Regions from separate parts of the Gossypium hirsutum genome. Here region 2 is linked to region 1. Evidence: chromatin contacts called from public Hi-C data. All regions are on one chromosome and are shown on one strand. The core of a region is the stretch at or near the end of the contact, and the rest is flanking DNA. Distances in the headings are between cores, read along the strand shown. Region 1 holds the start of LOC107918275. Region 2 holds the start of LOC107920188 (transmembrane emp24 domain-containing protein p24delta9).

The links. Hi-C and Micro-C count contacts between places; a contact is called where the count stands out from the background.
Region 2: a Hi-C map of leaf shows a contact between it and region 1, with 2.2 times the contacts expected there. The contact joins the promoter of LOC107920188 here to the promoter of LOC107918275 in region 1. A contact is called at or near these places in 3 of 34 Hi-C or Micro-C datasets (callus and leaf).

Annotation. Positions count from the first base shown.
Region 1 is chrD13:14,823,383-14,827,553 of Gossypium_hirsutum_v2.1, reverse strand. It overlaps LOC107918275, which reads left to right and starts at 2,888. Exons shown (of 1, transcript XM_016847797.2): 1 at 2,888-4,171. The coding sequence starts at 3,607. It overlaps LOC107918274 (galactoside 2-alpha-L-fucosyltransferase), which reads left to right. Exons shown (of 2, transcript XM_016847796.2): 1 at 1-259; 2 at 1,304-2,959. The coding sequence starts at 37. The coding sequence ends at 2,757.
Region 2 is chrD13:14,982,810-14,986,614 of Gossypium_hirsutum_v2.1, reverse strand. LOC107920188 (transmembrane emp24 domain-containing protein p24delta9) reads right to left here and starts at 2,190. Exons shown (of 4, transcript XM_016849749.2): 1 at 1,722-2,190; 2 at 1,417-1,626; 3 at 357-433; 4 at 1-229. The coding sequence starts at 1,928. The coding sequence ends at 85. LOC107920187 (integrin-linked protein kinase 1) reads left to right here. Exons shown (of 11, transcript XM_041108774.1): 11 at 1-59.

The DNA of each region.
Region 1 (4,171 bases), core at 1,639-4,138:
TAGCCGATCTGCCCCACCTTGAATAGCAGTAATAGAATGGCAGAACGTAAATACAACCACAATCAAAGCCACGTTAATATTTGGAGGCCATGCGATCCTTGGAAACGTTCAGGATTGGAGGCCATGCGATCCTCCAAGACCTTACTTCTTGCTCTACCCTTTCTTATCATGCTCACCTTCCTCCTCCGCCACAGGCCCTCCGATCGCTTCACCGACGCTACACCCTTCTTCAACAACCTTACTACGCCCCCTTTACTAGGTACTCGCCTTTCTTTTATTTTACATTACTCTGGGCAATTTTGGGGGGACTGGAACCGGTATTTTGCTATGAAAATATAACCAACACCATAATTGATCATATATGAATGACTATTCATAATAAATGTATTTACATGAATATCTGTTTACTTCTGAATTTTCAAATCAGCATTTCGTTTTCCTTATCGAGGAATAAAAAAAATCTACAAGTTAGATATTAATATGAAATAGCTTATCACAATTTATTAAATTAAGATATCAAAGTGAAAATTAGGGCTCTAAAAAAACTGAGCTTGAACTATCCTGCCTCTATTCATGTTTGTTTTTATTAAGCTTCTTTGTGTTTGGTTTTATGTTTCTTAAGAATTTTAAGATTATGTTTGTGTTTGTCATTAGTATTCAAAAAACATGTTCACCAACATACAAAAAATTAAAATTTATTCATGAATAATACATAAACATATTTATAAATATTACTGATTATAATATAAAAATAAAATAAACATTAGTTCATTTTTACCGGATAAAAAGAACATACAAACAATATCAATATTAATTATATAATTGAATAATAAACGAGTTTTGAACGAGCTTTAAACAAAAAGAAATGAATTCATTTATGAACATAGATCAAGTGAATAATGTCCTTTTCATGCTTGGTTTATTTAATAAACGAGCTTTAAAATCTTGCTTATGGTCATTTATCTAACTTGATAAACGAATATAACTATTCATAGAAGGGTATGTTCGTTTACAACTTAAACGAAAATAAGGCAATATGATGTATAAATGAATAAATGTTAGCAATGTCATGTATGAGTAATTTTGTTTTAGTTAGGATTAAGGATTTTCATGAATAACATTTAAAAATAATAGTCCTATTCAGTGTTAACAAGTGTAATAATTTAAAGAATTTCTTTAGTATATTAGTGAATAGATGATGTTACAGAAAAACAAAGAAAATCAATTGGTTGTGATTAGTGAGTGATATTGCAGGAATGTATGGATTTTATTAGCATGTCTGAATTTAATATCTTTGGTTCAGAAGTTGATGTCCTCCAACATGTTGACATTGCTGAAGACAAACTGCTTGGAGGACTGCTTGCTGATGGGTTCGATGGACAATCATGTTTAAGTCGATACCAGTCGATTTTATATCGCAAAGCTTTACCTTACAAGCCATCTCCATACCTTGTTTCTAAGCTAAGAAAATATGAGGACCTTCATAAACGTTGCGGACCCAACACTCCGTCCTACAATAAAGCAGTGGAACAACTCAAGTCCGGCAGCAATGTCGTTGGCACGACAGACTGTAAATATGTTGTCTGGGTATGGTACAGTGGGTTGGGGAACAGGATTTTGACTCTGGCTTCAGTGTTTCTCTATGCTCTTTTAACCGAAAGAGTGTTGCTTGTGGACCGAGGGAACGATATGGCCAGTTTGTTCTGCGAGCCATTCCCAGAGAGATCATGGTTTTTGCCCATGAATTTCCCGATTGCTAAAATGTTCAATAGCTTTGATCAAAAGTCTGCTGAATCCTATGGGAACTTGCTTAAGAATAACATGATAAAGGCTTCAATGGGATCATTGCCATCATATGTGTATCTGCATCTGGCTCATGATTATGATGATCATGATAAGCTGTTCTTTTGTGATGATGATCAAGCTCTGTTAAAAAGGTTCACTTGGTTGGTTGTTAAAACAGACAACTATTTTGTTCCATCCCTCTTTTTGATGCCATCATTTGAGGATGAACTGAAGAAGCTGTTTCCCAACAAGGAAACCATATTTCATCACTTGGGTAGGTATCTTTTTCACCCTTCAAATCATGTGTGGGGAATAGTCACAAGGTATTATAAAGCATACTTGGCCAGGGCAGATGAGAGGATTGGCATCCAGGTAAGGATTTTCGATAAAGGACCTGGCCCGTACCAATACGTGAAGGATCAAATTTCAGCTTGTACTATAGGAGAGAAGTTGTTGCCTGAAGTGGATACTAGACGATTGGCTGTGAATCCGTCAAAAAACCCGAAGGTGAAAGCTGTCTTGATGACTTCTCTGGTTTATGGATACTATGAGAACATGAAGAACATTTACTGGGAACACCCTACGGTGACCGGTGATATAATTGGGGTTCATCAGCCAAGTCATGAAGAACAACAGCGGAGTGAAAAGCCATTGCACAACATGAAGGCTTTGGCTGAAATGTATCTGCTTAGTTTAACTGATGTGTTAGTCACAAGTGCATGGTCTACATTCGGGTACGTAGCTCAGGGTCTTGGAGGTTTGAAGCCATGGATCCTTTACAAATCCGAAAATCAAACGAGCCCAAATCCACCTTGTCAACGTGCCATGTCAATGGAGCCTTGTTTCCATGCTCCACCATTTTATGACTGCAAAGCTAAGGAGGGTATCGACACAGGTAAAGTTGTTCCACATGTTAGACATTGTGAAGACATTAGTTGGGGTCTTAAAGTGGTAGATAGGTATACTGAGTAATAGCTCTTACAGGGATTTTTATTTTCTACCCAAATTTCTCTAGAAGATTTTGATAGAACTGCAATATATCTCATTGAACTGTGAAGTTACCTTATTCTGTGTGGTTTTTCTGTAAATAAGCTTGCTTTTTTTTTTCCTGTATAAGATTTGTGAGATTGAGGTTCATCACTGCATATCAGATTCCGTTCCCTTTTTATCATTAGCTATAGTTCTCTGAGACAATGATATTGCTTGTGACTTAGAGACATTTCTTTTATGTTAAGTAGTGTTATATATAGACATTACTTGGCAGATGAAAACTTGTTGAACATGTCTTTATTTCCACCATTGGTTATTGATCGAGCATCATCTTTTACTTTTGTAGTTTGAAAACGAAACCGTAGTTTTGCTTATACTGGCCGAAAGATTGAAAAAGGGAAAGTAAACCTAAAAGAAGATTTGGCTCAAAACTAAAAGAAGATTTGGCTCAAAACCCAATATGTTTCTTTAGATGAGAGTAAATAATCTCCTCTTTAGATCTTAGATTTTACTAAAAGAACTGAGGCAAACTTTAACTGTTCATGTTCTGAAGGAGAAAAAAGAAGGGGCAAAAGGAAGGCAATGGTCGAAATTCCAAAACCCCAATACTAATGTGGGAAGTGACTTTACCTTTGGAAATTAGTTTCTTCTTCACTTATGAAAACAACAAAGACAAGCCCTCCTGTCTTCAATGTGTGTCAAGACCAAACACCAAAGCCTTCCCCTTTTTTTTTTGTCTCTATCGAGAGCTAATTCAACGTGTGGTATTGTAATTGGTTGGTAATCCAACAAGGTACAGCTCACCTAATCTTTTTAACAATTCCCCCAGCCATGGAAGCTGTATCAGCTACGATGAAAGCCATTAACTTCCCTGCAACTTCCACCGTCCCCAGAGCAACTGTTTCTATTACAGTGGCCTCACCATGGTCACAGACCAAACTCAACATGCTTACCTTTTATGCCCCAAATCCCAACACCAGATTCAGCTCAATTTGTCTCCCTCGCTGTTCCAGAAAACCAAACACTGACACTAACAACGAAACTGCCCAAAATCCAACCTTTGAACCGAATCCCAGTCTAACCACTGAGAACCCATCAAGCGCTGTTTCAGATGAGGAAATCCCCTCTTCTTCAAATCCCCCTTCTGCTCTTTCTAGAGGTTTGGTGCTTGATTTGGGTCCTGTTGGTTCTTGGGACTGCACAGATATTGGTTCACCAGTGGTTAAAAGGTTCCTTAGTGATGAGGAAGAAAGATGGTATATGTGGTACCATGGAGTTTCCACTGATTCCCAAGGTTCAGATTCCATAGGGTTAGCAGTTTCAAGCAATGGGGTCCATTGGGAGAGAGGTAAAGGTGCAGTGAAATCAAGTGCAGATGTTGGTTTGGTCATGAGTT
Region 2 (3,805 bases), core at 941-3,440, 160 kb before region 1:
TATTCCAGCTATGAGACCTAGAAAATTATTTTTGTCAAAATATTTTGCAACAGTACAGGGAAAAAAACCTATGGTCTTACAAACTTAAATAAGCTTCTTCTTCTCGAAGAAAGTTTTCAAATGCCAAAATTGTAATCCCGCTACTGATAGGCAAAGAAACAGTGAGAGGAACGACAACCAGAACATTTTGGAGGTTGTAGCTTTGTTCAGTTCCTGCATTTCTTCTTCTCTGGAACACACACACACACACACACAAAAAGAATCATATGCAGAACCCAAAACAGTGAGTGAAGAAATAAGATTCCTTCAAGAGGAAGAGCTATGCAACAACGACGATGGATAAGATGTTTCCTTACCTCTCACGCAAATAAAACATTTCCTCATGAATGGATTGAATGGTATCATACAGATTCTTCAGCTCAAGTTCCATCGCCTGGTATTTACAATAGAAATAAAAGAGAGAAACAATAAGGTTTTTCTTTTTTCCATCTAGGATTCAGGTAAGGGATTAGAACATAAGCACCAATTATGTTACACAGACTTGAGGTATGTGTTTGAAATGAGTATGGCAATTTTTGTGAAGTGTTTCTCATACCTATTGATGACAATAAAGAATCCGAGCATCAATGTTCCAAAGGCAGGCAGGTAGGTACTCCTAAAGGTATGAAAACAATAGGAATGCAAAAAACCTAGCATGCCTAATTGTTCTAGAAGAGTGATAGTGGGTTGGTGTTTGCTATCTAGGGTTTACTAATTAGAATGAAAAGAGAGACAACTGCTTTAGCACTAAGGAGAGATAAAAGGTTAATGTTACATTAATTGTATCTGGGTTAAGCATCAGGATCTTATACATATTAAACTATATTCTCAGACTGTTTTGCTTAGTAAGTGGGCAAATCAACAGCTGCAGAAACGACCATGTAAGAGAGTGTCCATCTAATTTACAAAAACCCAATCCGTAGCTCCAAAGATTGAACCGCAAGCAAGGAAGTTTTTGTTCATAGAAAAGGCCAAAGTCACATAAATCGGCCTAGTGAACTTCATAACCAACATCTCATGATAAGTGAACATGATGGATCTGATGTAAAAAAAGAACATAACAAGCCTTGAACACTAAAGAAAAAGCAGTAATTTTCTATGGAACACCGAGACCGAGAGACCCTTTAGCTTAGCACTAAGCAACTAGGGTTTAAATCTTTTTCCAAGTAATTCCAATCAACCAAGATGATCCTAATGATCATTACAATAAATCTACGTAGCTTTCAACGCTTAGAACTACAAGCACTCTAAATTGAATCATTGTTACAAAGAACAACTCAACTATATGTATTGTAGATGCAACAATTATGGTCCCTTCACCAGCCAACCCCCCCCCCTTAAAGCAACATATTCGTGGGAAGGGATTATAATACTTACATCGACTTGGCCTTTCTTGGCAACGTTAGTCCAGTCCTTGGTGTGGACTCCAGTCCTCCAATCGAAATCAACGGTGACCGTGATCGGCGGCGAATGCTCCGGCGCCCAAAAGCAAGCCATGTAATCACCTTGCTCCGTCGCCGTGAATGCAAACTGCCCATTCTCCACCTTTTCTGCCGAGTGAAAATTATTCCCATACGAAGACGTTACCTACAAGAATTTACAGCCCCAAAACATCTTAAATCACTCCCAAAACTCAAAACACAAAATTAGATAGAAAAAGGTTGGGTTTTTTTTAAGAGTACCCTGACGGTGAGCTTGTGAGAATCGGGCAAAGGATGATCTTCGTTAGGTTTAACAACGTGGTACTTTCCGACAGTCATTGAATTGCTCTTGATGTCTTCGGCGATGCATTTAGTTTGTCCCGATTGCAGATCGAAACGCAAAGATTGCGATGCACGGAATAAAACCCCCACCAACAGAACCAAGACCAATACTGACCGGAGAATCATGGTCAACGGCGAAGCTTTGATTCCACAAAACAAAGAACGCAAAATCAGTGGATGCAAAAAGAAGAAGAGATTGGGGAGGAAAAATAAAATTAATAATAATAGTAGTGCTAATAGTAATAAATAGAGGTCAAAATTAATAAAGACACGCGGTGGGATGGGATTGGAAGAGACACGTAACTGTGGAGACTTTTAGATACGATTAGGCTGTTTGATGTCCTAAAATCCCAGATCTGTCTTAACGTAACAGCACGTTTTATACAGATACGCACAACATTGGATCTGTATTTCACTGTTTTGTCTTTATTTTTTCAATAATAGTAATAATAATTCAGGGTTAAATTAGTTAGACAGTCCGTTTCCATAATTAATTAAGAAATTAGGTTTTTTAATAAATTTAGGGAAATTAATTAATTTTGGAGCGAAAAACAGAAAACACATTTTGTTGTACATGTTTTCATCGAACAATAACTTTTAATATAACAGCTAATTTATTTCATACTTCCATTTTCTTCTTTTGCATTCAAATTCTATTCTCTCAACTATTTTATTATCATTTTTTCATTCAATTTTTCTCAAATTTTTATTGTCTTAATTTTATATTTCGTAATTTTTTGATTTTATTTTATTTTTATAATTTTTAAAATGTTAATGCCACTTATACATTTAGATGGCAAACACATTTCCAGCGTCCAATAGCAAATGGCAAGAAAATATTATTTATTTTTTTAATTTTAATTAATATAATTATTAAGTTGTTAACATTATTAATTTTATAATTTTTTATATTAATATAACCAGACTGACGATTATATTATCGAGACGTACATACACAATTTAAATGCGAGGGCATCGCGCGTTATTAAACAACACTTACAAGAGGCGAGATTCTTGCATGTGTCTCGTATGCGAGGGGGACTAAATTGGATCCCACACTTATCAACTCTTTGGTGGAAAGATGGAGACCCTAGACACACACATTTCATCTTCCGTACGGTGAGTGTACAATTACATTCAAGGATGTAGTATTTCAACTCGATTTACTAGTTGATGGGGCAATCATTATGGGGTTAGTGGGCATTGGTGATTGGAACGCAATTTATGACCAATTATTAGGGTGGGTTTGGATGGACGATACGTTTACCTGCAGTTAGTGTAAAAATAGTTGTGGCGATGAGATTAGATATTGTAGCGTAAGACAAAAAGTAAGCTAAACGCACCGCACCGTCCGTCCAAACCCACACTTAGGCAAGGTATTGGACAAGTTGAGTGGTAGTCGGATAGAGATAAAATGGTTAGAAGACAATTTTAATTATATTGACAACTCTGCTGGTGTCGTTGAAAGACAACAATACACGCGAGTATTCATCCTGAAGTTAATCAAAGGTCTTCTAATGCCAAATAAATCTCAACATCTGGTAAATTTAAGGTGGCTCCTACAACTAGTCGACCTAAAAAAAGCGAGGTGACTCGGTTAAGGATCAGTTGTGTTGGCAACATGGTACCGAGAAATGTATCGGGCAACGAAAGCACAAAAAATTAAAATTGATGGTCGCATACTCCTTCAGTTATGGGCATGGTACCGCCTACCATTTTTACATCGCCAAGTAAACGCCCCTTATGAATTCCCACTTGTAATACGACAAAATTCATTTAATAATATAGTTATCATAATATTTTTTTTCATTATTATTTTTTTGAAATAACATATTATTTGAATAGGTGAAACAATAACACGAGTCATGTGGGTATACCAGACAAGCTCGAAGATATTCGGTTATTACTAGATCAACAATCATAAATCGATGTTAACTTTTGAAATTTTCAATTATATAATATTTACGTAAGGATTTGAAATTTAATATTAAGTACATAATAGA